Linked DNA regions of Mus musculus: region 2 is linked to region 1. The links are chromatin contacts, called in public HiChIP or PLAC-seq maps. All regions are on one chromosome and are shown on one strand. Each heading gives the region's core, a stretch centred on a gene start, on an enhancer-like site or on the middle of the called end of the contact. The rest is flanking DNA. Distances are from core to core; before and after follow the strand shown. Region 1 has its middle 34 kb from the start of Gm33413. Region 2 holds the start of Nfatc2 (nuclear factor of activated T cells, cytoplasmic, calcineurin dependent 2).

Evidence for each region. HiChIP or PLAC-seq counts read pairs in DNA pulled down with a chosen protein or histone mark.
Region 2: a CTCF HiChIP or PLAC-seq map of CD8 T cells shows a contact between it and region 1, with 24 read pairs. The contact joins the promoter of Nfatc2 here to the enhancer-like site in region 1. A contact is called at or near these places in 18 of 39 promoter capture datasets (the 3T3-L1 cell line, 3T3-L1-derived adipocytes, cranial neural crest and 11 more), 2 of 15 datasets of contacts at CTCF or cohesin (CD8 T cells and embryonic stem cells), 29 of 484 Hi-C or Micro-C datasets (the AML12 cell line, B cells, the Ba/F3 cell line and 21 more), 39 of 115 datasets of contacts at active chromatin or transcription factors (CD8 T cells, DN3 thymocytes, the HPC-7 cell line and 28 more) and 5 of 9 other capture datasets (adipose tissue, embryonic stem cells, liver and 2 more).

What each region holds. Positions count from the first base shown.
Region 1 is chr2:168,471,781-168,475,680 of GRCm38.p6, forward strand. No RefSeq gene overlaps it. Among named protein-coding and RNA genes, the nearest start is that of Gm33413, 34 kb to the left of the region's middle. Within about 2 kb of position 1,886, at least 117 of the 459 cell types and tissues checked have an H3K27ac peak or open chromatin away from gene starts, as enhancers often do. A contact at or near this core is called in B cells, the Ba/F3 cell line, CD8 T cells and 20 more, where this site is marked.
Region 2 is chr2:168,588,396-168,592,295 of GRCm38.p6, forward strand. It overlaps Nfatc2 (nuclear factor of activated T cells, cytoplasmic, calcineurin dependent 2), which reads right to left and starts at 1,970. Exons shown (of 11, transcript NM_001136073.2): 1 at 1,667-1,970. The coding sequence starts at 1,796.

The DNA of each region.
Region 1 (3,900 bases), core at 636-3,135:
GAGGAAAGGGTTTATTCAGCTTACACTTCCACACTGCCGTTCATCACCAAGGAAGTCAGGACTGGAACTCAAGCAGGGCAGGAAGCAGGAGCTGATGCAGAGGCCATGGAGGGGTGTTTCTTACTGGCTTGCTTCCCCTGGCTTGCTCAGCTTGCTCTCTTATAGAACCCAAGACTACCAGCCCAGGGATGGCACCACCCACAAGGGGTCCTCCTGCCTTGATAACTAATTGAAAAAATGCCCCACAGGTGGATCTCAAGGAGGCACTTCCCCAACTGAAGCTCCTTTCTCTCAGGTGGGGATCACAACCTGCAGTCCGGAAAGGAATGGAAGACAACCCCCCCACACACACACACACACCCCCACACACACCAGCCCCAGGAGCCTCGGGGTCACTTCTGAGCTGACAGAGACCTCCCCAAAGAGGTCCCCATAGTTCCCGAAACCCATGGATCTTCCACAGCAAGAGATGGTGTGAACACTGATCACAGGTGATTTGGGGAGGGTGCTTGGGCTGCCCAGGTGTGCCCTGTGTGATCATAGATTATCAGCCAAAGGAAGTTCATGGAGACCAGCTGGTGAGGCACATTGCTGGCTTAGAATATGGAGTTTCCTGGGAGCCCTGTCCCAAGGGCAGCTGTCTTATTTCCTAAGAGGCAGGAGGGGGGGTCCTCTCTGGAGGGACCTGCTGAGCATCTCCACAAACCCCACTTTGGACTTCTGGTCCCCAGAGCTGCGACTGTAAGTTTTTGACACTTTAAGCACTGCATTGTCTACAAATGTTTCCAGAACCTGTAGAGTCAGGTGGGGATTGGGGTGGCGTGGGCTCGGGAGCTGCTGGGTCTCAGAGGGGAATGTGGGGTCTTATTACCATGGGTTGTAGAAGGCAAAAAGCATTTTAGGAAGGAAAAATGTAGACAGCAGGGTCTCGGGGACTCCTGAAAGACGGGGAGGGAGGACTTGACAGCCCATGAGAAGCATAAAAAGCAAAAAGCTGGGGTGAGACCACGAGCCGGGAGATGGGAAGCCATGGTGTTTAGGATCCCAACTTAGTTTCAGCAGGGTGGGCCTCAGGAAGGGCCAGGGTTGGGCAGAATACCCTTTGGTACTCAGAGGCCCTGGGGACCACTGGTAGTATGTGAAGGGTAACTGGTAACTGCGAGCCTGGGTTTCTGGGAGCCCTGAGGTTTGAGGGCCAGGCTGCGGTGTTGCCGTGCGGCCTGCAGTGGGCGCTGTGGAGCCCCCACATCCGCTGCCTTTCTCACCTGATCAATCGCACCCCCTGGGGAAGTTCCAGTTTCACATTTGTCTAGTAAACAGCCGCTGGCTGCCCGCCCTTCCTTTACCTGCCCCATAGGAGCCATCGAGCTACAGCAGAGAGTGCTTTACAGGCAGGAGGGCCGCAGGTGACTGCAGGCTGCCGGGAGCAGATGCTGGCCTGGCAGCTCGCGGACCAGAGGGAGTCATGTCGTTATTGCTTTCTGCAGTGAAGGGAGTTGGCGCTTGCCAGAAAACAACCGCTGTGTAACCAGAAATGAACACACCAAGCCCCATGGGGCACCAGGAAGGCCTCTCTTGAGATCATTGTTTGGTTTTGAAAAATGGGTTAGATATTAGGAAGTGATTAATTTTTTTTTGTGGCTGTCTGTCTCTTGTGCATGTCAAAGCTGTTTATGATGTCTGTTTATTCAACCCCCTATCCTCCATGTACTGATGTCCTACTGTGTGCTGGGCGTGGAGAGGTAGCCCCGAGCCCAGGCAAGCACTACCCTCCTCTCCTGGGACCCACAAGATGAAACAGTCAATAAGCAAGCTGACATCTAATACCAGCACTGGCTCAGCATGTAGGGCGCCTCACGGGGTACCTTGCCACTGGGGAGGAAGAGCCAGGAGCACTTCCGGAGTTCGGAAGTGGGCACTTCCGGTACTAAGAAAGGAGAACCAGAACTGGGAGATGTGGTCTGAGAACAAGGGAGGCAAGCTGTGTGAGTGGAGATGGGGAGGAGGGAGGATGGCTGAGGATGCTACCTGGGGTCCGGATCTAAATGCTAAGGCCCATGAGGTGCTTTGCCTATAGGCAGAAGGGGATGCGAGGTATCTTGAGACTTGGTCTGGCTCTGCTGTGGGCAAGATGGGTGGGAAATAACCGGGAAACTTGAGAACTACCATGTCATCCAGGCAGATGAGGGGAGGTCTCTGGGTACCGTGGGAGGAGGCGACAGACACCTTAGAGACAGAGCCACAGAACTCGCTGATTTGTAGGAAATGGGGCTGTGAGAGCTCAGGGTGACCGCAATATTGTCCCTTAAGCAACTGTTTGGATGGTGTTGCTGCAAGCTGGTGGAGAAGGGAGGGGTGGAGACCAGGAACTGGGGAATCTCAGGCATGTTAACTAGAAATGCCCTGTGGCTGGCACAGTGAAGTCATGCAGATGTGTCCACATCTGGAATCTTCTAAAGGAGTCTGAACTGCCCTGTTCAAAAATGGTCCTGGGAAGCCTGGCCTATGTGGCCTTGTGTCACTAGGCACAAAGGCCCTGAGATAGAATCTTGTGGGTCTACACTGCTCCTGGTGGGGCGCTTGAGGGACCTTGGCAAATTTGTCCTAGAGGTTGTGGTTTACTGTCCCTCCTCAAAATCTGGCTAAGTACAGTATAGTCCCTGCAGTACGTTTGATGGCCATGATGGCACTGTGCACTTTCTGAGTATAGAATCTGCAGGAAAAAGGAATTCTTAAAGCAGCTGGGCTGGGGCAGTCTCCTTGGCTGTACCTCTAGGTTGGGCTGTGTACACACAACCTCACTTCTGGGTGCTACCAGGAAGTTGGGGCAGGTGGGCTCAGAGAGGCGGTCTAGGGAAAAGTTTAGTCCAAACCTGATGTTTGTACCACAGAATGTCATGAGGGTTACAAGCCAGTCCCCTCTGCCTCCTCCTGGCTGTGGCCTTCACTTTCAATTACTAATGACTCTTGTGGTTCCGCCTTCTTGCTGTTTGAGAGTCAACCTGGTTCTGTGCTTCCTTCTGGTCTATGACCCCAAAGAGGCTGCGCCGGTGTCTGTCCTACTTTCTCTCTGAAGCCTTCTGAAGCCCCCACTTGCTACCAACCCAGAGTCATGCCTCCCCTGCTGTAACGCTGCTGCTGCTGTTGTTGCTATGGCACGAGTGGCCAGGGACCCCTGCAAGACTGCTGTCACCCCAGGGGTTCCAGTGTGTGCTTCCTTTACATCTGGGGAGTTTTGAAAAGTGGACAGACTCATTTCCGGCTCTTAGGGTCTAGTTAAAAAGCAAAGAAACCCCAGCCTCTATTATGTTTTTCCAGATCTCATGGCAAATGAGCTCCCTACAGGAGCTCAAGGCTCAATGGTGAAGCCCAGCCGTGGAGTGATGCTGTAGGAAACCGATAGCAAACAGAAGCCAGTGTCTGTCAGGGTCCTGAGACTGGGAAGGTGGCGACTGTTCTCGTTTTGCATCAGGGGAAACAAACAAAAAAAATGGTTCAGATTTATGTTTGCCAGGAAAGCTTGCATGGAGATGTAAAAGATGTCTGTCTATTTTGAGTGGGTGTAGTCTTGCTCCTGTCCTTGGCTGCTTGCTGATGCTGGCCTTCCAGAAAAGCGTGGAAGAGCTTCAGAAGTGGGGAAAGACACAGTTACAGCAAACATTCTACAGGGTGCAGCCAGCTTGGGGTGTCTGCTGCTGGGCAGGTGCTGGGTGTGTGGCAGCGGAGGTGGGGGGTTTCCTACCCACTGAAGCTATGTGATCATTCCCGAGAGCTTGTATTAGTGGCATCCACACCAGCTACCGGGAGCCATGGGCTCACCAGGAAACTTCTGGAATCTGAACCCTGTAGGTTGAGGGGCTCTTTGAGGGCTTCTGACCTAAGTCACTGGAGGGGCCTGAG
Region 2 (3,900 bases), core at 720-3,219, 120 kb after region 1:
AAATTAAATAGGCTATATATAAGGTATTTATAGCACCTATTTCTAACACAGTGCTTCAAGGCTATCACACACACACACATACACACACACACACACACACACACACACACACTCACTGAAAAAGCATGGGCTTTTCTCAATGACAAAGTATCAGTATCAAACCGATACACCATGCTGATGTATGCCTTGCGGGAAGGGGTCTTGGATATCTGGGAACTCTGTGTTACTATCTCAGTGCTTCTACAAACGGAAAACTGGAACCCCCAAATAAAGTATATTATTAAAAACACAACAATAACACAGGGTACCAGGCTTTCCCATGGTCATTAAGCCACCCATCTGCTGGCCACGGAGCTCTGCTTGCCAAGAAAAACTATAAAAAGCACCTCCCACCAGATTTGGCTTGGAAACTATTTCCCCGGAAATCCTCACCCTCCACCCTCACCTAGAGAGAGAGAGAGAGAGAGAGAGAGAGAGAGAGAGAGAGCCTGAGAGAGGAGTGTGAATTCCCTGCCAGCTAGATAGGACTTTAATCTTAATGAATACACAGCCCACTGATGTGTGTGAATGGCTCACAGATTGCTAACTGTGTCTTTTCAAGGGAAACCTGTCCCTAGAACGGACCTCTAAAAAACATGAACACTGGCTCTTTGACTATTATTATCATCTCTAGCTGAAACGTAAAAATCGTCACTAAAGCAAGTCCCTCCCCAAAGGTTGTCCGTGAGGACCCTGCTGGAAGAAAGGGTTAATGCCACCAGGACTCTGCAACTCCCCAGCCTGGCATCAAAACCCTTCCTACGCACCAGGCACCAGATGCCCGCAAGCCCGCAGCCACTGAGGCATCTGGAAGCTGCCAGCAGGCTTGCCCCTGAGCCTGCCGCAGGCAAGGGCTGGGCTGTCAAAATCAGGAAACCTGGTTAGGTTTTCTTGTTTGCTCCCAGGCAACAAGTTTTCTAACCAGAAAATGCAATGTGAAGCTGGGCATAAAGCCTGCTACCGCCTCTGACAGATGCTGTTAAATGCTGGAGTGACAGAGGCGTTGCCCAGCCCCCAGCAATAGGGGGCCAGACTAAACTTCAGCAGAAATAGCCGGTCCTCCTCTCCCAGGTGCCCCATCCATGAGAGCATGGGTGAGGGGCTGGTGAAAGCTCACTTAGTAACCTGGTCCACCTGCAACGACTGGTAAACTCGGAGAGGAAATGGGCCAGCCTCCTGGCACCAGAGGCAAACCACCCTCAAGCATGAGACAGAGCCTCTTCCTTAGTTTCAACACAAAGTCCCCAACAACCGGCTCCCAGGATGCCGCAGGCTCACTGTCTCACAGCCTCAGGGGTAAGACTGTCAGGCTCAGCTGCAGCCTCTCTGACATCCTTGGGCACACGCCCCTCTACCTCTACCGAAGCCACTCTCAGAAAGCAAAAACATCTCCTCTACAGCCTCTGGGCTGAACTAGGGAGCTAACCATCCTTTGTTATACTGACAGTGACCCTCAACCTCCTGGAAATCTCCCCCCTCCCCCATGGTGTGGCCACTCTGGCTCCCCTCCCTGTCACTAGGGCAGGAGCAACCCCTGCTGCAGGCTCCAGGAGGAAGCCCTGCATCGGGTCCCTAGGCCCTGTCCCCGCCAGGGCTCTAGGACTAAGCTTGGGGAGCCTCTACCGACCTTCGATAGGGTTCAGATAGTCATAATCGAAGAGGATGGAAAAGTCCAGCTCGTCTTGGGGACTGCCCCCGGGCTCGTGGCCGGGGCCGTCCCCGCCATCGGGGTCGGGCTGCGGCTCCGGGACGTCCATGGCTCGGGGCGTTCGGGATGCGGGTTCGTATAGAGTCGCGGGGCGCAGAGCAGGGGTCACCGTATCTGTGGCGCACGGTGAGGCCGAGGATGGCTCACGGCGCAGTGGGTCCTGGACGCGTCCGGGGAGCGGGTGGCGGCGCGAGCTTCCTGCTCAAGGCACCTGTTGCAGCCTGGAGGGGGCGGGGACGGCGGTGGCTGGTGGGGCGGGGCGCCGCCCGGACGGGGAGGGGCACCGCCCGGTCTGGCCTGAGCGACAGGCCCAGACAACTTCTGCTTCACCTGCTGCTGTCTGACCCAGGGTCCGGTCAGAAGCTGTTGCCTGCGAGCTCTACCTTAGGGACCACTCGCTGAGCCTTTCCCGATTCCTAGGAGAGGGGCGCCCTGTCTTCTTGGGGATGCCCACAGCTATGGCTCATGCCAAAGTGTCTGTCTCTGATTTGCAAGCTCTAAACTCAATTGACCAGGCCTGGGCCACCTACCACGTGCCACCCAGCATATAGCAGCCACTGTGGGCCGGTTGGGACAAATTAGGGATAAAGATCATCACCCCTTTTGATAACCAGGAGAGAAACCAGCAGAAGCTGCGAAGGCTTTGGCGCCAGAGGGAAGTGACACGCGAAGTTTGATTCATGATGATCTGGGGACCCTGTCCTGGTAGTGAGAACAGGAAGTGGTCTGGTGTGTGGGAGGCAGGGCTGACAGGTAACCTGTACTTCCGGCTGACGGAAGATGTAGATTACCAGGCTCCTCCTCGGGTCTCTCAGTTCCTAGTCTGGATTCAAACCCAATATTATGGAATTTTGATCAAGCCCCTAAGGCAGAGGTTTGGGGTGACTGCTGAAGAACCCAGGGCCACCCTCCAAAGAGACTCCCAGTTAACAACTTCTCAGAGCAAGAAACAAGGTAGCAAAGCGGAGATGGGCAGTGCTCCCTGATAACCCCCACCCCCACCCCAGCATGATAACAGTCACCAAAACAGCTTTTAAAAGCCAGGCTCCGCTGCAACTGCAACCTCAAGAGAGGAGGTGATAAGACCAAAGATCAGAAGTCTAGGTGGGTGGAGCCCTCTGGTCCTGGTCACCCAAGCTTGGTGACAATGACTGCACTCCTGCCTGGCAAGCATTCTTCAGGGGGAGCCACTTCTCCACTGAGGAGGTGTATCTCAAGCCATCCATCACTGAGATGGGTGTGGTTGGTTAGGCAAACTGATAGTCCCAGTACCAGAGAGGCAAAGACAATAGGATTGCCTCATTTGAGGTCAGCCTGGGCTACAGAGGGAGAGAACTAGTCTTGCCACCAAAACCAAACCACTCTCATCTTTCTTTTCGGAAATCTTTGCTGAGTAACTGCTGCAGATGCTGAGATGCGGGCTACTGCAAGGCTATCCTGCTACCCTGGTCACAGGACACAGATGTAAAGAGCTGTGAGCAGGCTTTTCTAAACTCCCCAACACACTACAATCCAGTGGAGCCTGGTTAAAAGCTCCAGGTTCCAGGCTTACAGAGTACCTTCTGGCTGTCAGGGCATAAAGGAGAATTGTAGTGGGAGCATCCAAATGTCTTAGGGGTGGGGACTCCAGCCAAGACCTTGATCTCTAGAAGGAAATGCATCTTCTCCCCAGGTCCTTATGACAGGGACCCAAGGTTGGACTCTGAAATTTGGCCAAGGAAACACAAGAGAAGCACTACAGTAGAAATGAGCGAGCTCTTGAATCCTCTGCCACCCCCACTCATCCCTTGCTAACCTTCTGCTCTAGTGGTCCTCAACCTCCCTAACGCTGCAACCAACCCCCTAATACAGTTCCTCATGCTATGGTGACCTCCCAACCATGAAGTTATTTTTGTTGCTACTTCATGCTGAAATGTTGCTACTGTTGTGAATCATAATGTAAACACCTGTGTTTTCCAATGGTCTTTAGGTGACCCTGGAGAAAGGGTCTTTTGACATACCCGAAGGGGTCAGTCATGACCCACAGGTTGAGAATGGCTGCTCTATCCCATGATGACTAAATGCTTCTGGTCAAGCTGGTGTCTATTGCCTGTGCCTGTCCAGAATCTGTCTGCCTTTATTCTGTTAACTGTTCCCCGAGGCTGTTCAACTGA